Regions from separate parts of the Zea mays genome. Here region 1 is linked to region 2. Evidence: chromatin contacts called from public Hi-C data. All regions are on one chromosome and are shown on one strand. The core of a region is the stretch at or near the end of the contact, and the rest is flanking DNA. Distances in the headings are between cores, read along the strand shown.

The links. A called contact is a pair of places that touch in the nucleus more often than the background predicts.
Region 1: a contact with region 2 is called in a Hi-C map of ear, with 1.9 times the contacts expected there. The contact joins the promoter of LOC100276454 here to the promoter of LOC100193300 in region 2. A contact is called at or near these places in 2 of 25 Hi-C or Micro-C datasets (ear and tassel).

Annotation. Positions count from the first base shown.
Region 1 is chr2:25,387,461-25,393,368 of Zm-B73-REFERENCE-NAM-5.0, reverse strand. It overlaps LOC100276454 (UPF0426 protein chloroplastic), which reads left to right and starts at 4,440. Exons shown (of 4, transcript NM_001406936.1): 1 at 4,440-4,562; 2 at 4,643-4,771; 3 at 5,331-5,514. The coding sequence starts at 4,500. The coding sequence ends at 5,513. LOC103646163 (OSJNBa0038O10.24-like protein) reads right to left here and starts at 1,322. Exons shown (of 6, transcript XM_008670884.4): 1 at 850-1,322. The coding sequence starts at 1,002.
Region 2 is chr2:25,206,511-25,212,512 of Zm-B73-REFERENCE-NAM-5.0, reverse strand. It overlaps LOC100193300, which reads right to left and starts at 4,066. Exons shown (of 4, transcript NR_159664.1): 1 at 3,435-4,066; 2 at 1,393-1,705; 3 at 905-936; 4 at 540-789.

The DNA.
Region 1 (5,908 bases), core at 3,191-5,690, 180 kb before region 2:
TTGAACCGGAATATATATAGTCAATCTAGAAGAGAGTCTGATTAATGCTTATTGTCACTTGAGTTCTCTTATTGAACAAATACATGCCAACTACATATGTCGTGGTTCCTTATATCTATGGATGCCTTGTAATATGGAAGTGTAAAAGTAAAAACAAAATAGATCGTGATGCCGTTTGTGTTGGGATCTGCCTATAGTATGGTCTAACTAAGTGTTAGTTTTGGTATGCGGATTTGTTTTAGTGGGGGATATATTTTAGCTAAAAATAGAAAACAAAGCATTAAATTCGAAAGAATATTTTTTTGGCATTTACACAAACTAGGGATCTAACCATAACCGTAAATTTAAATCATCGCACAACTAACGGTTTCAAACGGTCCAAACATGATACCCTTGTAGCGACATAACGGAATAGTAACCGCCGCGCAAATATACTTCGCGCCTATACCCTTGTAGCGACATAACGGAATAGTAACCGCCGCGCAAATATACTTCGCGCCTAAAACATTTTAAACCTAAACTTTAGATACAAATCATAGACGACGCTAGCAAGCCCTCAAGGTGCACATAAACAAAAACCAACATATAGCATGCATAAACAAGTGTGCATAGTCTTGCCTTGGAAAATAGTTTTTGCGTCCATAGACACAAATGTCTAACTTTATCCACATAGTCCTAGACGCAAGATCCAACAAAGGAGACAATATATCCGGACCAAATCAAATAAAAAAAGAACAGAGAAGAAGGGAATCCGAAATCCAGCAAAACCGTGATCTCACAAGATGTGAAGATGGTAGATTTGCATTTGCTAAAGCAAAATTTTAGAATCTAGTTCAAAGATATGCTTACCAATGGAAGGTAGGATGCCATAGGGACCGTGTGCGCCTTTACAACCGGCGTAACACTGTCAAGAAAACTCCTCAGATTGGAGTGGGTCCCTGCCGCGCCATAAACAGCAGCATCATGGGCGCGCGCAGTCGCAATCGCAGTGGAGCTTGCCATCTCTCTATTCGTGCCCAAAATCGCCCTCTAGTCTTGCCTTCGCGTATGGCTTCAGTTCAGAGAAGGAGCAGAACTAGACTGATGTGGGCTCAGCTTTTTTCAGGGGCGAAGGAGCATTTTTGCAAGTGTCATCAATGATTTCTAAGCTAATTGTGCTATATCTCCCCCACTGCGCGCAAGGATATGCTAGCTCTTAATTACCTGCCAACTTTATGCTCTTCACCCACTGGTTTTTTTTGGCTTTGGCCATAGCAGTTGGGGTCTTAGAGATATTGTTTCCAAATTTAGTTTTTGCATTTTATCATATTTTTTTTTTCAGCGAGAAGGCGTGACCATTGTCTTTGTTAACATATACGTGCCCGAAAGGAACGAGCGGTATAGCTCCAAACGCTCCACTGGAGCCAAGGGCTTAAGGCTACAAGCCATGATTTTGTCTCTCTCTATTTTTTTTTACAAAAAAAACATGCGACATGGCTAAGGACTATGACTATGACACTCGAATCCGCTGTGTTCGTGTGACTTGCGTGTCTTGTGCTCGTGATACGCGAAATAGAACCGAAAGTAAAATAGAATTGCTTTTTCTTTTGTTTCCTTTCCTCTTTTTCCTTTTTTTTGATTTGGGAGCCGTGGTTTGATTTTCTCTGGTGTTTTCACGAACTGTTTGAGCGCATACAATAGCTTTAATTTCTGACGTATCTACATGATACATCCCTCACTAAGGGGGTGTTTGGGAACAAAGTTTTTCTGCAGTTTTGGAAGAATACTGCAGTATTCTCAAATACTGCAGTATTATATACATAATGGTGTTTGGCAAGCTGGGTAAAATCTCTGTTTTCAAAACTGAAGTATTGCAAATATTATAGTTGTTTTAAGGCATTCTAAACTTAGCTCTGGACCTCAGTTTTCAAAACTGCGGTATTATAAACTACGGTATTGTCATAACTAAAGTATAGTATAGTATTTCAAAAACTGTAGTTTTCAAAAACTTTGTTCCCAAACAGGACCTAAGTATACAGAGTCATTATTTATTACTACTAGTAGTAGTAGTAAGTCCCTCAGTCCTATTTAATAATATATCTAGAGATTTTAGAACATATAAAGAAATACATATGTATCCTCACTTTACTTACTAATTAGACACTATCATAAACATAATTAATACGGATCGTTTGATAAATGGTAGGCTAAATTTATACTACTGCTATATAATGTCCCTGAAATACGTCTCTACAAGTACCGTAGGAAGCTTCCTACTCATCATACAATGTGTGTGAAAAAGTGGAAACTGTAGATGTTGCTATCTGCGCCGCATCAGCAGGCGCAGCCGCGCAGGCGGCTGGTGCGCAAGAAACGGGAACATGCACAGATGCAGCGCCGAGAGCTAGCAGAGTGATGGAGGTCTTTCTAAATTTCACTACCTAAATTGTCATTTAGTGAGTCATTTGTATACAAATCAATTTCTATATCTTTTCGATTTTTAACAGCCTTTTTATAATTTGTTCGCACTCTAGAGAGCCATTCATATTTTCTATCTTAAACATATTTTCTATCTTAAGCTAGCGAGAAATCCAGAATAAATATGATTATATTTGAATAACATTTAAATAATTTGTTGGATGATATTTTTTTAAAAAATCTCTATTCATATTATTTAGGAAAAAAAATATAGAGAGACTTTGGGAGTTCCTCTTAGGAAAACCCCTTTTTCAAAAAATAAAAATAAAAACAAAGCTAGAAATATCTAAAAAGTGTTAGTAAGTTGTCAGGATAAGATCCTCGGTCTCTGGGGGCCATTGGTCAGAGAGCGTGTCCGGGAAAAGCCACTGGGAACTGGAGCTTATCGGTCAGCTGGAGGAGACAGGTAGCGTCTACCCAGGAGGAACCCGCCACCGAACGAGCCTCGCGGCACCGAGCCCGGTGTCGGACGTGGCGGAGTCTAACAGGGGGTGGGCGTACGAAGAGAAATCACTCGAGTGGATCCCTCACTTGGTCCGAGACCGATCTGTCACAAGTGATCGGCCGCATTAACTGCGTCTGGCGCCGAGCCACAGCAAAGGCGCTAGTCCCCTCCCACTCATAGCCTATGAGCCCCTTTCCCTTAGACCATAGAGCACTCACGATCTACAAACACATAGACTGTGGCATATTTATGGCCCACGCACCCCACGACCAACAACGCACTCATGACCTACCGGGACTAGGCCTAAGTGCGCAGACCTCTGTCAGGGCACAACACGACAAAACACGCCGAGCCCCAGGCTACGAAGGTCGGGAGTCAACATAGCCCGAATGATGGCGTTCGGACCCCACGCTGCCTGCGCCGTCCACCATAAAGAGTACATGACAGCAAGGCGACCTTGGGCCCACGAGCACATGTGGCCTTACCCCATGGTAGAACACTCGATTTTACCATCGCTCGGTGGCTCCTTCTTGAGGAAGCCACCGCTGGCCAACCCCCTCTTTGGCTTATAAAAAGAGGAGGGGTGACCCGACTTGGAGGATCTTAAACATGAGCGGACTTAGCCGTCAACAAATATTCGAGAACGAATATAGTATCTCTTAAAAAGATGTTGCTATGGCGTTTCTATCGGTTAATCTTTTTAAAATTTAACTAAGTTTGTATTTTCAATTAAATTGGTTCGACACTAATTATTTGCTGCGGTTTTAATCCACCGGCTTCTGTTTTTTTATAGTATTTTGTCTCTATAGATTACGGCGGCAACAATCCCAAACAGTTTTAATCCATCCCATGATACCAACATAGATGTTTTTGAAACCTCTAGTCATTCGTTCTTGACAAAAATATATAACAAAACTATTATGAAGACCACCATATGAAGTGTCTAGTTCTAGTGGCGGTAACCAAAGTTTCATCCTAGCGGGAAGCGTGCTTCCACCAACTCAATTACATTCTTACCTCAATACCGCCATCCAAAATGACAGGAATGTAAATCGGCAGAGAAAGTTATATTTGCAAAATTTTGACACTGGAAATTATTTTTGTAAAAATCAAGTATGGAAAATATATAGATTTTTTTTAAAAAAATTATCACCTTGGTCGGTGGGGCACGTCGAGGTCGGGCTCGGGCCCCGATCCGACGGCGTTGTTGCACGTCGGCAAGAAGCAGAGGAGTGCCGGCTCAGCCCACACACAGCCTACTGCGCACGGTCCAGCAGCGAAACACCCAGTGTCCGCTGCTCGGTCGAGGCCTGACGCCACAGATTGCCAGGAGCCCGCCCATCTGAAGCGGCCTCGCGCTCGGGGCTTCAGAGATTGACCGAACCTTCTCAAACCAGGCACGAATTCTGTCAGTCAGGGGCCGGGATCGTCTGGCCCGCCAGCCCCGACTCGCGCGGCTCCGGGCCTGCGGCGCTGCCCCGGCCCATCCAACCACGGATCCACCGTTCAGATAATATCCTTCGCTGCCTCCGGCTGCGAGGCAGGGAACTGAGGAAACGTCTCGAATGGTCGAACAGTAGTTTGCTCGCTATTATCCATGGCGACTTCTACGGCTGCTGCCACTGCACTGCTCCGCCCCAGGCCGGCAGTTCCAGCCAAGGTAAAGCCGTACAGTATCAAGCTTAGAACAGGAACCCTCGCGTACTTTTGCATTTGCACGAGCTTAACTGTCGCCTGTAGTTGGCGCAGAGGAGGTGCCTCCATGCGGTTGCTGGGTGGACGACGATGAGGAGGAGGGGAGCTGCAGGGGTCGTGCGAGCTTTCTTCAACCCTCTCGGGGATGAGCGCATCCTCCGAGAAGCCATCAAGGTAAATTTTCTCCACCTGTCTTCAGCCCTTTTATTAACCCGGGATTGGGGATTGCTCCAACTTGGTCATTGTACACATAGCTTCTCGTGTGGGTATGTGAAATTGACCATTCAGTCCGACTCTTACACCTGATAGTTTGGTACCTGCAGTTTGAGTTTCAATACCCGTTTAGTCGTGTGTATGACTGTATGCTTGCAAAGTTTATCCTTGAAAAGGTGAGAGGGGGAGTATATGCAACAGTCGAAAAATTCAGTGTTGTTTCAATGTAGATTAACTTTTGATTAAGCTTTTCAGTGGCCATTATTAAGGTGAAACTAACAAAATTGAAACCTAAGCTTGAGATATTTAGGCATATTGTTTCATACTTCACTGTTATTTGGTTCTCCCAATCTAATCAACTTTGGGAATCAGAATGCTTTGTGGAAAGAAAATTGCAGAGGTCGTTTCAGGAAGAGTAGCTATTCCTCAAACAATACCAATACGTCTTCAGTCTAGAACTTACTTTTCTTGCTCGCTGAAGCAAGACCAGATGACGATACTCTAAATGCACTGTCTGTAGGAGCCAGTAGCATTCATGGGTGGTGTGTTTGCTGGCCTCTTGAGGCTTGACCTGAATGAGGATCCTCTCAAGGAATGGATAAGTCGGACAGTGGAGGCTTCTGGAATAGCTGAGGAAAACAGCTCTGAAGAATCAAGTGAGGCAGATCAAAATGATGCACCTCAGCAAATTGAGATTGAGTGAGGTGCATTGTCTACTTTTGTCCACTTGTCACTTTTCCCTTGTAACTTATCCTGAATATATGTGACACCTGATTCATCACGTGCTTGTCAAAAAAAAAAAGTTGGCCTTATAACGTTTTTAATTCAAATATTGTATCAACCTCAAAATATCAAACCTTGGGCCCTGGTTTTATTCTACAACTCCTGTTTCATAATATGGAGCCCCAGTCCTCTAGACATGATTTTAAACTTGGCCATAAGTATAACTAGAGTGTATTACCAGTAAATGGAAAGTTACACTTTTGAATGAAATGCATGTTCAATGGTATTCTTTGACAGCTAACTCTACATATGAATGCACCAATTCATTTCTCAATGTTTGCAAACTTTGACCCTTTGTGATGTGTTAGGGCATCA
Region 2 (6,002 bases), core at 2,817-5,316:
TTGACACTGATACTAAGCTATAACCATAACAGTTTAAGACTTGTACTAAGCTGAGAGCACGATTATGAGATTAGAATTTTGTGTGCTGCATGCAACTCACAATTTGTACTAAGCTATAACCATAACAGTTTAGAAATGCACAACTGAGACAGTAGTATATTGAAACTTAGGAATTTAACTTCAATCTTGCATAACACTGATACTAAGGCCATGTTTGTTTGGGCTTTTTTTCGGCTTCTGGCCACCAAAAGTTGTTGCAGACTGTCAAATGCCCTAGTTTTTCAGCCCACTTCTATAAGAACCGCGTTGGTAAAAACCGTCGAAAATCAACATGAACACATAATCGGTCGAGTCGTCGTGATAGTAGAAATCCATCGCTTTCTAGATCCTGAACCATTTGGACCACTTCATCTTCCTCCGCACATAATCCCCACAATACACAGATTCTTCTCACAGCCAGATTATCTCCACAGACATATTGACGAAACACAAATTATTAAACTGAGAAAGGGAAAAGACCCTAAAAAGCTGCTCAGGTTCGCAACAGGTAACTAACTTTTTCGATTCTCCAGATATGACTAGTCAGCGGAATTTTACATGTAAGCAAGCAAGTGTTCATAAGAGAGTGCTCCAATATATACTGCTAGAGGCAAATGCTTAAATCAATGTAAGGGAAAAGACTTGAAAAGTTATGAGTAACTTATAAGGCTTCCAATTAGCATATTTTGCGTAAGTTTTCAACTTGAAAGAAACTCCTGGAGAAATAGTATCTTCCAGTTGTAGAAAGTCCTTGGTCAAATGTAGCAAGAGAATTATTTTCAGTAAACTATATTACTGCAAGAAAAGTAACAATTATGAAAATGTTTAAAGTAGGAGCAGAATAAGGTCCTCAGTGGTTAAGTACCTGATGGTCACTGTTCCTACATGTTGATGCTCCTGCAAAAAATATTATTGTTGGTGCAGCAGTTTGTTAGGTCAAATTAAGTAATTAACTGATCATTTGTTTCACTGTTTATTGAAATCAGTGACTTAATGAGTTAAAACTCTATGCTCTTAGCATCTTTAAAGATACTTATGCTGCAGGATAGTGGTAGATAATAGAAGAACAGACATGGTGCGAGGGTTATATCACTGATTCACTGTGTATGGTGCAGTGGGGAGAGCTATAGAACTAAGTGCCTCGTGCCGTGGCGTGAGCTATATAACTAAGCCACTAGGTCACAGGTTCGAAGTAGCCTCTCGGCCACTCTGTATTTGTGGTGGAAGATTTACCACGATTTATCCCTCTCAAACCCTACTCATGTGTGAGCCTTTGACATTGGGTCTCCCCTGCTCCTGAAGTGGTAGGTAATAAATCGTGTCTCTTATATAAAGAAAAGCTTTGTGAAGTACCAGTAGCTCTAACAGAGAATGTTCTTAGGCCGTTGTAGCTCTAAATTGTTGAATAATTTGTTTCACTCATATCACCATCTTCATTTTGACATCCCTCAATGATAGAGAACTATATATGTCCTCCATATCAGCCATAGAATTCCGCCAGCCCTCAATGAAAGGATTAGTGATGTTTTTGGGATTTTCAACTGTCCAAGTACCATTTGCCAATTGTGCAGGAATGATGGCTCTGAAAGCAGCAGAAGCTGATCAGAACTTATTCCCATTTGTTGACGCTTTGAAATCCAAACACCTGTGCCCACCAGCGAGCTGTCTGCAGACATTTTGTCCAATACGAAGACATAAACATAGGTTGAATTGAACAAATATCCTTCAACACCCATCTGAGTCACTCATAACATAACTGAACGAGTGGTAACTAGATTGAAGGAAACATTATGTGGCAGCCCAAAAGATCATTCATTGATTGTTCTAAGTTCTAACTTGTCAATTATGCTTTCAACAAATCAAACAGCACACAAGAATACTTGGCAGAGAAGTCCAATAACCATATAAGGACTAGTTTGGGAACTCCATTTTTCCAAGGGATTTTCATTTTCCCAAGGGAAAATGAACTAATTAAATCCGTTGGAAAAATGAGATTCCCAAACTAGCCCTAATAACATTTTCGGTCTATTAGTGGAAACATCAAGCATAATGGACAGCTGTTTCTTCAAGTTATTACCCATTGTCCATTGAGAAAATATCTCAATTTGCTCCTTCTGATACTATTTATTCATGGTAAATTAAGATTTCATAAATTTTAATTAATAGTGTGATAGAAAAGATCTGTAGACACACATGTGAGCGTATGCATATGAATATAACCATGTATTTTGCATATACGAGTAGATGAGTGCTTGGTCAGAAGATGACCGCTTGTGCATTTTCTGTAAAATGAATGTGTTGGCACATAAGCAACGTAAAATAATAGAAACGGTCATTTTGTTAAGAAAACTCACATTGTGAGATTTAGAAATTGCATGCAGCACACAAACAAATGCACTGGAACATTAATCATTAGATCATCACTAGAACAGAAGGATTGATGCAAAACTTGTAATGGTGAAATCATCATTAGAACAGGCCACTGATAATTCAACTCTAAATACATACATTCCCTGTAAAAGAATATCATATGACAAGATTGGAACTTTTGTCAAAACCAAAGGGGAGTCTTTTTAGGCTGTGCAACCCCACATCAAGAAACAAGAATAGAATGCATGAAAGCTAAAAAAAGAAGACAAAATATCCAACGCGCAGTAATAAAGTCTCTAGGAGAGTAAGAAATGTTATCAGGAATATTGCTGCAGAATTTAAGTTAGGTGTGATTCACAAATTGCATCATATAATCAGAGCATACTCAGGTTAAACTCAAAGAATCAGAAATTCAAGTTAGTCTTGACCCCTAAGTGGTCAGCCTAGTTTATATTGGTCAAATTCACTGCAAATGAGTTTGAGGAGTGCCTGTTCTGAGAAAGCCAGGGCTGGCATCTTTGCCCTTGCTTTCTGTTGTTGTAGATCTCGAAAGAATACTCACGACCAATGCTATAGAAGTAATGAAGGAAAACAAGAAACATCTGAAGAGTAGATTTATTACAAAGTGATGCGACTGAATTTCATAACAGAATAGCTATGCTCATATTTTTATTCATTTTGCATGGCTATCAACAGATATATTGGCTTCTTATTTTAATTGGAAAAATCAGCCAACATGCCTCCTGTTTGAGCCAGGATCAAACTAGTTCTTATCATCCAAGTGGCAAACAAACTTAACTACAATACATTCCATCATATGTCACGGCATCGCTCACTCCTAGAGGTAACATTTTGTCTTGAACATCAACAGAACGTGATGCTGAACAGATTCCTCAGTTTAATTACTTTGGATCATAAGTATCAACAATCGAACAATTCCTCAATCCTCACATATGAAAATTTCAATGTTAAAGGGTGGAGAGGGGAGAAGCGCACCGCAAATAAGCAAACAAACAGGAACTTACTAGCAAAGTTGCAATCTCCTATTCTCCCCGCACCCTCGACCACGTTCTTCTTTAGCGCAGACACAATAGTATACAGATGCCACAGCCGCCGATGAGAGCGCGTTATTCTCTAGTCCAGAGCTCTATTCCTCCCCGAGGATCTCGAACTCTTGCTCGCGGAGGTGGGTGATGAACCGGACCGGCTTGTCCTGGCCGTCCAGCTTGAGCTCGAACTCTACCTTGAATGGGAGATTGGCCGTGATGCGCTTCCCCTTCCAAACGCCGATGTACTGCTTGACGACGCCCTCCATGCCGCGCAGGTCCAGGCCGGGCGCCTTGGCAACGTGGTGGACGCGGACGGGCACCGTGACGCGCACGCGCTTCCCGACCTTGGGCGCAGCAGCGGCCTCCTCGGCAGCCACGTCATGGGACGAAGACACGTCGCTGCCGACGGCCACCCGACGCTCGATGTGGAGGCGCGCGCACCACCGCCGCGGCTTGGGGAGGAGATGGCAGCGAGCGGGCGTGGAGACGGGAGGGAGGAAGCGGGGGCTGGGTTGGAGGGGACCTGGCGAGGTGGAGCTGGAGGGGGAAGCCACGGCAGTGGCGGTGGCCGCCATGATCGCCATCGGGGACGGGAAGGTTGGTGGGCGAGTGGGGAATTGCGTCGAGCAGGCGGTGCGCACGTGAGAGCTAGAGATGCGGGAGCCGCAGGAGGATGACAACAGGGCCGGGGGCCAGGGTCCGGGCCTGCGGGGGCTGGCCGCGGGTTTCTCGGGTTAGACCCGGTGGGGCGGTCTGTGTGCGGCGGGTGGGGAACTGAGGATGTACTTTTTCACCCGCGGGTTACGGGCTCTCGTTCTGGATCTTGTATCCACCAGGATCCTATCTGTTCTCATTTTTTGAGTTTGTTTCTTTCAGTTCTTTTTCAGCTTCTATTATCAGTTACGTCTAACTTTTCAATTTATTTTTATAAGAATCGTTTTATTAAAAGTCTAAAACGAACGTGAACATAGAATCGGACGATCTATTGTAATAGCAAAAATTCATCACTTTTAAGATCCTAAACTCTAAGGACTCATTCATTTTTTCCGCACGTAATGATCATAATATTTAGATTCTCCACAGTAATCTTGTCACAACAGATTTTCAAAAAAGCTGTTTAGAAAAAAAGCTGCCCATTCTAGGATGGCAACGGGTTTAAAACCCGCGGGTACAGAGATTACAAACCTATACCCGTAAGATTAATGTTAAACCCGCACCCGCTACCCGCGACGGGTAGCGTACGTTACCCAAACCCGCTACCCGCGGGTTTATGACATCCGCAGGCACAGTCATATAATAAATATTTATTAAACTGATAAAAACATGTATCGATCTTAGCCAAAAGTTTTACGAGTTCCCTAGCGCCTGTAGTCTTTTTTTATATCATTTGATTGACTCTGTTCATTCAAAGCTTTCGGGGTGGCACTAAATTGAGATGCATGTGCTCTACAGTCTACACAGACACACACGCGGGTATGTGGGTTTGCGGACACTGGTACAACATTTTCATACCCACGAGAAAAAACCCGTCGGGTTGAGAATCAAACCCGTTTCCGTACACACGGGTACAAACTCACACCCAAACCCGCATCCTATAGGGCTTTTACGCGCGGGCACGCGGGTAAAATGTACCAGATGCCATCCCTACCCCCTTCGCCCGCGACTCTGCTTCTGCTCGCCAGCGACGTCACCGCATCTTGTAGGTGTTGCTAAGCTACCATCATCTCCGCCTCTCTCTCTGGTACCGCTCGCCGCCGGCGTCTCTGTCAGCTGGCAAATAGGCTGTTTGTCGACGAGACCCGGTGCAAGTACCTCCTGTTGTTTCTGCTTGTATTTTCTTCTACAGAAACAGGAGTACCTCTGCATCCAGCGCGGTCTTCTTCTGAGCTACATTGTGAGATTCTAGTTGTGCAAAAATCGATTTCAGAGCAAGGGCGTGCTGGTGCTGGATGAGGTTCCTAGTTGAAACTTGCAATACAGGGTGCTGTTTGGGTGCTTGATGCTACCTGTAAGGGGCATCTTCAGAGTCATGTGACTCCAGAGTCCAGACGGAGTGAATGCAATAATGTACCTCAATTTTAGATCCCATGGTTGACAACGTAATTGATTGTTTGAGAATGTAGTATCGACAGTGTATTCTCGAGAATGCAATGCTGGCAAAGTAATGAGTATTGTGCGACATTGTATTGAAAAGAATTTTGGAGTATAATCTTGAGAATTCAAAAGAATTTGACAGCGGCAAAGAAAATGTTTAACTGACTTAACCCATGTAAAAAATGAAACTCAGAAAATCATCATATTGAACTGGACTGTGCTATTATTTTGAGGCACTCTTTCCACCACCGATCTGATCCCTACATGTTCTGTGATCTGCTGTTCAATCAATGCTGCTTTTCTGGGAGTTACATCACTAGTAGTATGGGACAGCGTAACCTTTGAAAATTGAGCACCACTGCTGATGTAATGTGAAAATTGCACAGGACCATCTTTGCAAATTGAGAGCCACATTTTTTTTCCAAACTAGAGGTTCACATCTCATACTAG